Regions from separate parts of the Salmo salar genome. Here region 1 is linked to region 2. The links are chromatin contacts, called in public Hi-C maps. All regions are on one chromosome and are shown on one strand. Each heading gives the region's core, a stretch centred on a gene start, on an enhancer-like site or on the middle of the called end of the contact. The rest is flanking DNA. Distances are from core to core; before and after follow the strand shown.

What was found. Hi-C and Micro-C count contacts between places; a contact is called where the count stands out from the background.
Region 1: a contact with region 2 is called in a Hi-C map of muscle, with 8 times the contacts expected there. The contact joins the promoter of LOC106580571 here to the promoter of LOC106580578 in region 2. A contact is called at or near these places in 2 of 3 Hi-C or Micro-C datasets (gill and muscle).

The regions. Positions count from the first base shown.
Region 1 is chrssa20:39,213,317-39,219,459 of Ssal_v3.1, reverse strand. It overlaps LOC106580571 (chondroitin sulfate N-acetylgalactosaminyltransferase 1), which reads right to left and starts at 2,963. Exons shown (of 10, transcript XM_014161771.2): 1 at 2,705-2,963; 2 at 450-1,042; 3 at 11-111. The coding sequence starts at 833.
Region 2 is chrssa20:39,064,524-39,071,390 of Ssal_v3.1, reverse strand. LOC106580578 (ELMO domain-containing protein 3) reads left to right here and starts at 4,814. Exons shown (of 14, transcript XM_045703310.1): 1 at 4,814-4,917; 2 at 5,667-6,160; 3 at 6,634-6,799.

The DNA.
Region 1 (6,143 bases), core at 1,714-4,213, 150 kb before region 2:
CTTGACTGACCTGTGCAGGGTGAAGCTTTCGAAGGGAATCACGGCGTACTCACTGGGCAACTTCTCACCAGACTGGACCTCAGCCCGGCTCAATTGGGCCTTGAAGAACTCCTGCCGGAAGAGTTGACATACTGATTGATAAAGATGCACACACACACGCGCACGCACACACGCATACACTCATGCACAAACACACACTGGACCTCAGCCCGGCTCAACTGGGCCTTGAAGAACGCCTGCCGGAAGAGTTGGCACACTGATTGATAAAGATGCACACACACACACACACACACACACACACACACATGCACATGCACACACTCACGCAATAACACACACACACACACACACACACACACACACACACACACACACACACACACACACACACACACACACACACACACACACACACACACACACACACACACACACACACAAACACTCACCTGGAGGTCGGTGTGTGTCTGGGGCCTACGCAGGCCCTCCAGCCCCATAGGTAGAACCCCTTTGGCCCTGGCCTTTTCCAGAGACTCCTGCAGCTGCTGGGTCCTCATCTGGAGAGCCTCTTTGAGCTGGGCTATCTGCTTACTGAGACTGTTAATATAGTGCCTGTGTGTGTCCTCGCTCTCCTGCAGTAGCGCCAGGTAACCCTCTTTACTGGTGGCTCCTCCAGCCCAGACCTGGGCCTGTTCATGGCTGTAGCTGCTGGGGGGTTTGCAGGCCAGCAGGTAGAGTAGAGACAGGCAGCAGCACACCACTAGTGCTATGACCCCAACACGGGCCACCAGAGCTAACAGCCACCTCCGGAGCATTGTGGATTCAGAGCACATTAGCGTTTACGCAGCACATCTCTGGAGCATGGTAGGGGCTTTCAGCTTATAGAGGTCATCCTTCCCGTCGTCTTCACTGTCCACACTCATCTCTCAAGTCCCCCATGACAGAATGGTCTTAATGTCCCACGACACTCATTCCACCGATAGAGGAAGTCCATCACAGCATATTCATGCCATACTAAATGTTAAAGGGCATTCTTCCTTGCCTGAAATGGAAAACAAATGTATTAAGTTTCTAATAGTAAATTCCAGCTTTAACAAACACACTGTAGTAAAACCTGAGTCGTGATTACAGAATCAGGCTATGGGACAGTACATATCCAAGCAAAAGTCAGGCTCCTGTTAGGCTCCTACATTCAGTAGGACAGCTGTATGACTGACAATGTGTGGACTGTGGATGAATGACATACAGTATGTTCCAAATTAAAGAGGCAGATTATTATATTTACGTTACAGTATCAGAAAAGAAGATAAGTCGATTTAGAGTAGTGGTCGGCAAAAGGCAACCGGTCCGGTGTTTTTTTTGTGCGGAATGGTTTTAGTAAAAAATAATAACATATGTTTGGGGGTGGAGGGGCATTATAGTTTTTCCCCAAAAAGACTGTAAAATCACCAGGAATTCAGCCAAAAATGTGTATAATTTAGGAAATCTGATCCCAACTATTCACACAACTTAAAAAAAGGCAGATGTGATCGTGTCGCACTCGTGTGCGCGTGTGTGTGTGTGTGTGTCGGACTGTACTAATATAAGACATACAGAGAAACACCTGAACTTACATACTCTTGCAGAACCACAGCGCTGTAGAAGAAAATGCAGGACACAAACCTCTCTCTATATCTGTGTGTGTGTGTGTAGGTGTGTTTTGTTAGTCAACGTTAACTCACAGCACAGTTAGCCCTTTATAGACCAGGTAGAGGTTGAACTCATGAAAGAGCTGCTTATGTTTCCAGGTCCACTCGAACTGTCAGAGAAGATACACATAGCCTGCAGTACACACCCGTGTGTGTGTGTTTCTCAGAAAGGATACAGACAGCCTACAGATGTAGAATCTTAATTTGATCACCCTGTTGCAGGATCCATTTAAAAAGTGTATTGTATTTGAGGTTTAAAAAGGCTTCTGAAGTTTGTAATATCCACTTTGAAATTTCAGACTTGATTTTCCCTTACGAAAAATATGTCAGCCACTACAAAAATGTCCATTAATTATAATCCACATAATAATTTACATTTCCTGTTGCTGCAGAATTATTTTCCTGATGTAGCAAACTGGCTCAAATTAAGATCCTAGATCCAGTCCACACTATAGGATATTATACAGCCTGCTAATGTGTATGTGTGTGTACGTGTGTGTGTACATGTGTGTGTACGTGTGTGTGTGCGTGCGTGTGTGTGTGTGTGTGTCAGTTTTTGTCAGAAATGTGTAAAAACAATGTTATTTTTATACTGATACTCTGTAGTGCACTGCATTTCAGATGTATTTTTTACTCCAGTTATTATGCTTATGCTAGCAATCTTGTTGAGCTGAGCTTTGCAATGAAACATTGAGCCATCATTATAACAAATTATAAATGAAGTGACATGGACTTTGGTCATGTTGCAGGACAGCTACCAGAGAGTTGAAAATACATACTTTTAATGAAGATACAGATCTTTATCCGATGAAGGGGTCTTTACTGAAATACCATATCTACGCACATATAAGTAAACTGATACTGAGATTCATATTTAACTAACATATCTCTCTGATTCAGTTTGACATTAACTTTCTGATTTTACTCAGAGAAACAGACAAACAAGTCTGCAATCCACATACCCTCAATAACTAAACACTTCTTATTCAATATAAAACGATGTATACTTTACTCACCAACTGCTCTCCATCTCTCGGCATGCAACATAGCAGAGATAAGACAGATCCAACATGATTTAATAATTGCCACGCATCTCTTTTCAGAGTTAGCAAACTTACTGCACAGAGCTCTGCGCTTCATTCATATTAGCCCACGACAGAGCTCTCTCTCTCTTTCTCTCTCCCCCTTCCTCTTACTCTGTCACTCTCTCATTAGGACTGAGAGCGAGAGAGAAAGAGAGCAAGAGAGAAAGAGAGAGCAAAAAAGAGAGAGGGGGACACAGAGAGAGCTGAAATGGCCCTCTTTGGCTGAGCTCACTGCTGCTGAGTGCACCCTCTGTCTCGGCCTTCCTCTTCCTCCCCCCACTACTCCCTCTCCTCCCTCGTTCTCACCATGAGAGCAGTGTTTGTTAGTGTGGGGTTGTATCAGTAGTATGAAGTAACTTCCTTTCCTACCCAGTCCGTTCACCTATTAGTGGTACTAAAGTAAATTATATTAGGAAAGGAGATAAGGAGATAGGACTATAAAGACTATTGGGACACAACCTGAGCTCCAATCTCAAACTCCTAATCCTCTTCTTGAAATCCCCCCTTTTAAAGGTTTCAGTCTCTTTGACAGTGAAGTCTAACTAGTAATACGAGTGGGAACTGGCTTTAGAAGCTTTATGATGATTTGACACATGCACGCTATCCTAATTTCTTACTAGATCATTGGTAGCTGTAGGATTAAGTGTGATGGAAATGTACATGCTGTATCTACATTCCAATTGAGCTCTACCAGATGAAACATATTTGTCCAAGAGTGACATAAAGGGAGTTTAATTTTGATAATATAAGACCATTGAACAGTTTTTGTTGAGATAAGGAGATAATCAAATTCATATATTAGATGTAGACTGAGGAAGCAGCAGAATTGCATGTCTCCACGAGTATCCTTTACAGAAATAACACTTCAGATGATATTCTTATGTTGTACCAGAGGGTGGCGCCAGAGACACTATCAGGCTCAGTATGCACACACACGCACAGACACACTTGACAAAGTAGTCAAGAAATAAACAACTTGTAAAGTAGTAAACTAAGAAGAAGGGTAAACCCCTCCATTTATTCAAGTCACATTTGTGTACGCCGACTGATTTAAAAACGTGCAATGTGGCTGGTGTAGGAAAACCAAACGTTTCTACAAACCTCAGGCACATTACAGGTGCTGTAGGTGGTGCTATACAGTAGTTCTCCAGTAGTTATCTTCATCCCATGGTCAGTACTGGGATGTACCTCCATGGCACAGGCGAACGTTACATACACTGCATTCGGAAAGTACTCAGACCCCTTGACTTTGTCCACATTTTTTTTTCTTTTTCCCACACATCAATCTACATACAATAGATTATAATGACAAAACAAAAACAATTTTGAAATTTTGCTAATTTATTCAAAATAAAAACATTGAAATATTACTTTTACATAAGTATTCAGACCCTTTACTCCGTACTTTGTTTAAGCACCTTTGGCAGTGATTACAGCCTCGAGCCTTCTTGGGTATGATGCTACAAGCTTGGCACATCTGTATTTGGGGAGTTTCTCACATTCTTCTCTTGCAGATCCTCTCAAGCTCTTCCAGGTTCGATGGAAAGCTATTTTCAGGTCTCTCCAGAGATGTTAGATTGGGATCAAGTCCGGGATCTGGCTGGGCCACTCAAGGACATTCAGAGACTTGTCCCGAAGCCACTCATGCATTGTCTTGGCTGTGTGCTTAGGGTCATTGTCCTGTTGGAAGGTGAACCTTCGCCCCATTCTGAGGTTCCGAACACTCTGGAGCAGGTTTTCATCAAGGATCTCTCTGTACTTTGCTCCATTTACCTTTCCCTTGATCCTGACTAGTCTTCCAGTCCCTGCCACTGAAGAACATCCCCCCACCATGCTTCCCCGTAGGGATGGTACCAGGTTTCCTCCAGACGTGACGCTCGGCATTCAGGCCGAAGAGTTCAAGCTTGGCTTCATCAGACCTAAGAATCTTGTTTCTCATGTCCTGAGAGTCCTTTAGGTGCCTTTTGGCAAACTCCAAGCGGGCTGTTGTGTGCCTTTTACTGAGGAGTGGCTTCCGTCTGGCCACTCTACCATAAAGCCCTGATTGCTGGAGTGCTGCAGAGATGGTTGTCCTTCTGGAAGGTTCTCCCATCTCCACAGAGGAACTGTGTCAGTGACCATCGGGTTCTTGGTCACCTCCCTGACTAAGGCCCTTCTCCCCCGATTGCTCGGTTTGGCCGATCAGCCAGCTCAAGGAAGAGTATTGGTGGTTCCAAACTTCTTCAATTTAAGAATGATGGAGGGCCTCCCGAGTGGCGCAGCAGTCTAAGGCACTGCATCGCAGTGCTAGCTGTGCCACTAGAGATTCTGAGTTTGAGTCCAGGCTCTGTCACAGCCAGCCGCGACCGGGAGACCCATGGGGTGGCGCACAATTGGCCCAGCGTCATCCGGGTTAGGGGAGGGTTTGTCCTGCAGAGATGGCCTTGTCCCATCGTGCACTAGCGACTCCTGTGGTGGGCCGGGCGCAGTGCACGCTGACACAGTCGCCAGGTGCACAGTGTTTCCTCCGTGCGGCTGGCTTCTGGGTTAAGAGGTCATTGTGTCAAGAAGCAGTGTGGCTTGTGTTGTGTTGTGTTGTGTTGTATTTCGGAGGACGCACGGCTCTCAAGCTTCGCCTCTCCAGAGTCTGTATGGGAGTTGCAGCAATGAGACAAGACTGTAACTACCAATTTGGTACCATGAAATTGAGGAGAAAATGGGGTGAAAAGAATGATGGAGGCCACTGAGTGGTGCCGCTCTCTAAGGCACTCCATCACAGTGATAGAGATGTCACTACAGACCCAGGTTCAATCCTGGGAGACCAATAACTGAATGATGGAGGCCACTGTGTTCTTGGGATCTTTAGGATCCTGAGTGGTGCAGCGGTCTAAGGCACTCCATCACAGTGCTAGAGCTGTCACTACAAACCTGAGTTCAATCCCAGGCAGTATCACAACCGGCCGTGCTTGGGAGTCCTTTAGGTTGGTGCACAATTGGCCCAGTGTCATCTGGGATAGGCATTGTAAATAAGAATTTGTTCTTAACTGACTTGCCTAGTTAAATAAATAAAAACAATCAATGCTACAAAAAAAATGGTGCCCTTCCCCAGATCTGTGCCTTGACACAATCCTGTCTCGGACTTCTAGGACAATTCCTTTGACCTTGGTTTTTGCTCTGACGTGCACTGTCAACTGTGGGACCTTATATAGACAGGTGTGTGCCTTTCCAAATCATGTCCAATCAATTGAATTTACCACAGGTGGATGCCAATCAAGTTGTAGAAACATCTCAAGGATGATCAATGGAAACAGGACGCACCTGAGCTCAATTTCTAATCTCATAGCAGTGTCTGAATACTTAGTTAAATAAAGGTATTTCTGTTTCTTATTTT
Region 2 (6,867 bases), core at 3,565-6,064:
CAGGTGAAAGCTATGATCCCTTATTGATGATACTTGTTGAATCCACTTCAATCAGTGTAGATGAAGGCGACGAGACAGTTTAAAGAAGGATCTTTAAGCATTGAGACATGGATTGTGTATGTGTGCCATTCAGAGGGTGAATGAGTAAGACAAAATATTTAAGTGCCTTTAAACAGGTTATGGTAGTAGATGCCAGGCGCACTGGTTTGAGTGTGTCAAGAACTGCATCACTGCTTGGTTTTTAACGCTGAACAGTTTCCCGTGTGTATCAAGAATGGTCCACCACCCAAAGGATTCAACATGCGCCAGCATCTCTGTGGAACGCTTTTGATACTTTGTAGAATAAACAACGAATTGAGCCTGTTCTGAGGGCAAAATAGGGTGGCACAACTCAATACTGGAAGGTGTCAATGTTCTGTGCACTTCGTGTATATGTGTATATAATGGTGTGAAATAGACAGTATATGAATGGAAAAGGTGTGTTCAGCAGTAGTTATGTAGGATGAGCCTTGACTAGAATACAGTATATACATATGAAGTGGGTAAAACAGTATGTAAACATTATTAAAGTGACCAGTTTTCAATGACTATGTACATAGGGCAGCAGTCTCTATGGTGCAGGGTTGAGTACTGGGTGGAAGCCGGCTAGTAACAGTGACTAAGGTTCAGGGCAGGGTACTGAGTGGAGGCCAGCTAGTGACTATTTAATAGTCTGATGGCCTGGAGATAGTAGAAGCTGTTATTCAGTCTTTCGTTCCCAGGTTTGATGCAGCTGTACTGTCTCCGCCTTCCAGATGGTAACGGGGTGAACAGGCTGTGACTCAGTTGGCTGAAGTTGTTGATGATCTTCTTGGCCTTCCTGTGACACCGGGTGCTGTAGATGTCCTGGAAGGCAGGCAGTGTGCCCCTGGCGATGCGTTGGGCTGAGCGCATCACCCTCTGGAGAGCCCTGCGGTTGCGGATGGTGCAATTGCCATACCAGGTGATGATACTGTGTCACGAGAATTTTCAATCCCAATGATGATAACTAACAATTATTTTAAGCTTTGACCAATCCTCAAGGTTTGTAAGACCCTGGGTTTAATAATAATTAGGCAAAGACTCAGCTTATGCAAAAGGTCCGTACACAGTTGAATTGTTCTCGATATTTTCTTAGACACACACACACACACATTTCTATCCCTCACCTGTCTCTACCAAACCTTATTGGACTTATGTTTAGTACTTTAATCATTCATTATACATGCTACATAAACTAATAATCACTAATAGTTACGTTTCAGGGTGGAATATTTTAATCATTACCTTTAAGCATATAATTCCCTTATCATACTTCCCGACAGGAAGCTGTCAATGGTGCATCTGTAGAAGTTTGTGAGGGTCTTCTTCACCACGCTGTCTGTGTGAATGGACCATTTCAGGTTGTCAGTGATGTGCACGCCGAGGAACTTGAAGCTTTTCACCCTCTCCACTGCGGCCCCGTCGATGTGGATGGGTGCTCTCTGCTGTCTCCTGATCAGATCCTTAATTTTGTTGACATTGACCACCTCCCTGTAGGCTCTTGTCATTGTTGGTAATCAGGTCTACCACTGTTGTGTCGTCAGCAAACTTAATGATGGTGTTGGAGACGTAAGTGGCCACAGAGTCATGGGTGAACAGAAAGTACAGGAGGGTCTGAGCACACACCCTTGTGGGCCCCCGTGTTGAGGATCAGCGTGGCGGAGGTGTTGTTGCCTACCTTCACCACCTGGGGTCGGCCCTTCAAGAAGTCCAGGGCGGGGTTCAGACCCAGGGCCCTGAGTTTAGTGATGAGCTTGGAGGGCACTATGGTATTGAAGTCTGTGCTGTAGTGGATGAACAGCATTCTTACATAGGTATTCCTTTTGTCCAGATGAGAGAGGGCAGTGCAATGGCATTTGCGTCATCCTTGGATCTGTTGGGGCGGTATGCAAATTGTAGTGGGTCTAGGGTGTCGGGTAAGGTGGAGGTGATATGATCCTTAATTAGACTCTTAAAGCACTTCACGATGACAGAAGTGAGTGCTACGGGGCGACAGTCATTTAGTTCAGTTACCTTCGCTTTCTTGGGTACAGGAACAATGGTCGGCATCTTGAAGCAAGTGGGGACAACAGACTGGGATAGGGAGAGGTTGAACATGTCTGTAAACACTCCAGCCAGCTGGTCTGCACATGCTCTGAGAACTCGGCTTGGGATGCCGTCTGGGCCGGCAGCCTTGCGAGGGTTAAGACGCTTAAATGTTTTACTCATGTTGGCAACAGAGAATGAGAGCTCACAGTCCTTGTGAGCGGTGGTGGCCGGTGTTGATGGCTCTGTGTTTTCCTTCAAAGCAAGCGAATAAGGTGTTTGGCTATTCCAGGAGCGAGGCGTCGGTGTCCGCAGCGTGGCTGGCTTTCCCTTTATAATCCGTGATTGTCTGGAGTCCCTGCCACATATGTCTCATGTCTGAGCCGTTGAATTGCGACTCCACTTTGTTCCTGTACTGTCGTTTGTAGGTTTTCGCTCCAACTCTAATCTAGCGCACCCGCTTCTAATAATTAGCTGGTTGATAAGATGAATCAGGTTAGTTCAAAGGAAATCAAATCAAATGTTATTGGTTGTGGACACATATTTTGTTGCTGTTATCGCAGTTGCAGCGAAATGCTTATGTTTCTAGCTCCAGCAGTGCAGTAACACCTAACAATACAACTGGGATTGTAGTGAAAACCTACAGGAGGGTAGCTCTCCAGGAACAGGGTTGGACAGCCCTGGTACTGTTCACATGATACATGGGAAGAGAATAAGAGACAAAACCTATTTCATGAGTAAAGAGGGAAGGGAATGTATGACCTCACAACATAGCCAAGTGATGATAAGTGAAGTAACTAAACAAAATAGACAAAAAACAACAATCTGACTACTCCATGACAAAGATGACAACCATGGTTCAATTCCCTCTTCCGAAAAAGCATTTTCTATGTCCTCAATTGTAACGTAGTTCCCATGCCTCAGTCTGTTTCTCTGTGGCCGCCTGGCCGGCTAACCCTGATGCTGGATGGGATGGAGAGCACCAGTCTAACTACCTAGTGTACGTCACTCCAGCCCACCCATGTTCTACCACAATGATGTCAAAGGTTTACATAGCTGGCATGCCAGGTGGGATCTGGTCAGAGATGTTATTTCTCAGAGTACATGTCCATGCTGAGCCCTGTGAGCTGACCACACAGCCAGGGACAGTCAGTCACCAGGAATAGCTGCTTTCCTACCAGCGTTTGCCCTTCGCCATTGGATAACTGTTAACACATTGGTGAACTAACCGCATGTATAGCTTATCGTAAAAGTTTTGGCAAAATGTTGAAAAATATTCAATTTGAGGTATTTCTACCCCTTAATATGTATTTAAAAGCAGAACAGCATGTGCATGTGCTAAGTTAGTCAACTAATACAATGTGACCTGGTCTAAGTGTTGGACAGTTTTGTGATTTTCCCTTAAAGTTATGATTGGGTGGGGTTAACCTGACTCTAGGGGCGTGTTCCTCTGCCTAGGCATTGCTGACGTCTACCAGATCTTACAACGCCTGGATAGGTATTTTACTTATCAGCTAACCACATAATTTGTCAAAGCAATCTGTCAGTCAATGACGTGGCACACAATCATTGGTTGATGCATGCAACATCTGAGCAGCGGAACGCAACCTAGATCTGTGACAATGTGAAACGGTCCATTTTTATTGTAATTTTTTATTACTGGCCAATCCACCACCACCCCTCTTCGGAGGACACAAAGTTTATTTGTTAAAAATACATTTTTGTTACAAATACATTTTTACATACATGGTACTTTTATACATAATATTCCATAACATATTTGTATTTTATATACACATTTGGATTCATAGGATTTAAAAAAAAACATTTGGATACATAGTGCTCAGACATGTCCAGTACACAGAATATATATTATTTTCAGATTAAATCCAATACAGATTAAATCCACTCCTCAATTGCTCTCATCCCATCCCACCTATCTCCATAGACCACCCTCTCTTGATTTCCTTGACCCATATATTGTTTAACTGTGCTGTGATGTCATACATAGATTCTGAATCTTTCTAATCGCATATCATCAACAGATTGTAAGTTTAATTGCTTTGCTAAGTGTATTATTATGTTGTTTATTGATTGACTATGGCTTTCCAGATCGCCCAACAGTGCTATTTGTAAGGTTAATTCATTTTAAATGCCAGATGTTTTTGAGGGGTTTGAAGGATGGACGATATGAAATGACGGTCACTTCATTTTGACCTGTAGACCTTCAGTAGGTCTACCATACAGCATCCTGCTATATCACAAAAAGGGCCTCAGTACGCACAAACACGTGGCAGGTAGCCTAGCGGTTAGAGCGTTGGGCTAGTAAGGTGGAACAAATCTGTTTATGTGTCCTTGAGGAAGGCACTTAACCTTAATTGCTCCAGGGTTGCCATTGAAAATGGAAGACCCTGGCTATGACCCCACTCTCTGTGTGTGTCTCAGGGGCGAATTGGGATATGCAAAAAATATATAATACATTTCCATTTCTGATGTGTATTATACACATTTGTACATGTGTGAAACAAGACAAATATAAGCACCCATATATATTATCACACACACTTTATTTCTGGCCACTTTACAGGACAGGTGCATTATGGTTATATACGTTTTTATATTACCATAAATTGCTACCTATACCACCTATTTGCATTGTCCAGTACAATCAAGGTCCATTCTGGGAAACGTGTCCCTGGGTTAGCTTTAACCATGACGTAATCGAAAAGGAACCAGCACAGGCAGAGCAGGAAACCACAATTCCCAGAATGCACTTGACGTTAACTGTGGAAAGGGGGAAGGGAAACTGAGATTGGAGGGAGAGAAACTGAGGTAAAATCAATAGTATTAAACTATGATATAGACAATCGCTGTTGTTAGATGAATGTTTAAGAAACTGATGGAAATGTAAAATATCAAAAAACGTTTTTTTAGTCTCCAGAAGGCCAGTAGTTACTGTAGTTAGTGATATGCTTGTGGAAACAGATTGCATGATTGTGGAAAAAGGCTAGCTGGAGGACAGTTGTGAGCCACTGATGTTGAGTTAGATAATAGCCAGTTGCCTGTCTTCGCACAAATTATATGCAACAAAAAAAAACATGCATTAATGATGCATGTAGATAAATAACAAGATTGACCTGCCATTAAAAACAATGCTGGGATCTGTTAACAGTTAATGTACTGTAGACTAACTAGCAGATAGCCTGCCAGCTCAGTGGTCAGCCCACGTAGCTTCCTACAGCATACCGGTAGTTAGCTTAGCTATGTCAGTTACAGGGAACGTTAACCAAGTTTCAGATTGTACCTTGACGTTTTTCTTAAGCTAACCACTTTTTTGTGTAGGGTGTGAGTTGATCTTTGGCACTAGCTACAGTAACTCACGTTGGCCATTTGGTAATGTTAGTTTGACAGGTGGATAACGATTCTATGTACTGTAGCTAGATAATCATTCAATGAGTTTCGATACTTTCCCCAAAGAAAATAGAACGTCATTGATCAGTGTTTATGAACAATTATAATTTCGCTTTTGGCATTATTTTTATGAGCTACCCACCTTGTTTTTTTTCTGCCCCAAATTGCAGATATCCGTGACAACCAGTTTGACATAACATGTCATGAGTGCCCCCTATTGGTTGGATCTTGTCAAAGAGAAGGCCCACTTCACCAAGACTCACCCCACCTTGGTTTGAGCATTGCTATATTGTGGATGTGAGGTGCCAACATTGAGTGTCAAAGCAATGAAGCAGCTGGGAAAGAGAGAGGCCACCCTAGATCAGCAGTGTCCATACCCAGCTCTGCAGCCCCTCTAATGGGGCAGGATGCAAAACAAAATGTATTCAAAGACATCTACCTGTTGACTACTCTGGACCGAGAGAGCGAGAGGAAGGAAGGGGACGTTTGACAAGCAGTATTTGTGGAAAGGGACACAGCAGACATGGGGGTCTTCCCAATACCTCTTCTGACTGCCTCATTCTGGGGGAAAAGGCTTTAAAGGGTAGAGCAGGGATTACACACTCACACACACACACACACTCATGCCATGGAAGGGGACAGTGGTGTCACAGCACACACAGAGGTAGGTGGTTTAACCTTGCATAGCCTAACCTTTTAAAGGAGTTTAAACTGTGTGTAAACAATGTGATTGGCAGTCTCACCCGCAGTATATAATGAAATGGAACAGTGTCAGTCAAGTTCCAAATCAACATTTTGGGCTTCGTTGCAGTCTGTTTGATCTGTTCACGTTACCTGGATACTGGCTGTGTGATACCATCACAGGTGTAGACGGTTTGGGTGTGGTGTGGTGGTATTTGATCAGATTGCACATAGACCTGTTACTGCAGCAAGTTTCCATCTGCTTCACAGTAAAACCTCCTAGTACTGTATACACATCCATTTCGCAGCTATTTCTCAGGTGAGCATGGCTGAGTTCACTTTTGGTGGACCTAATTAACTGCAGGTATCTCTGTGTATCTATTGACATATCCTTAAAATGTGTGGTGTTTAGGGGACTTTTCTTCTCCCTTCTGTTTTTAATCCCCTTTGTTTTAGTGAGTGAAGGAGGAAGTAATGAAGCAGCTTCCCCTGTAGAGTGTTGACATGGGGAAATAAAAGGTGTCCACTACCAAGTAACCTAACAGTTTGCTCTCTGCTTAGCAATAATCTCCCTGCAGTGTCTACCTCACTGTCTGCCCTGGCACTGTGCCACCCTGCCCAGGTGAGAAGGCTACCGGCTGATCTTCTGCTGCATCTAATTCCACAGAGACGTTCCTGCACTCTTTTCTC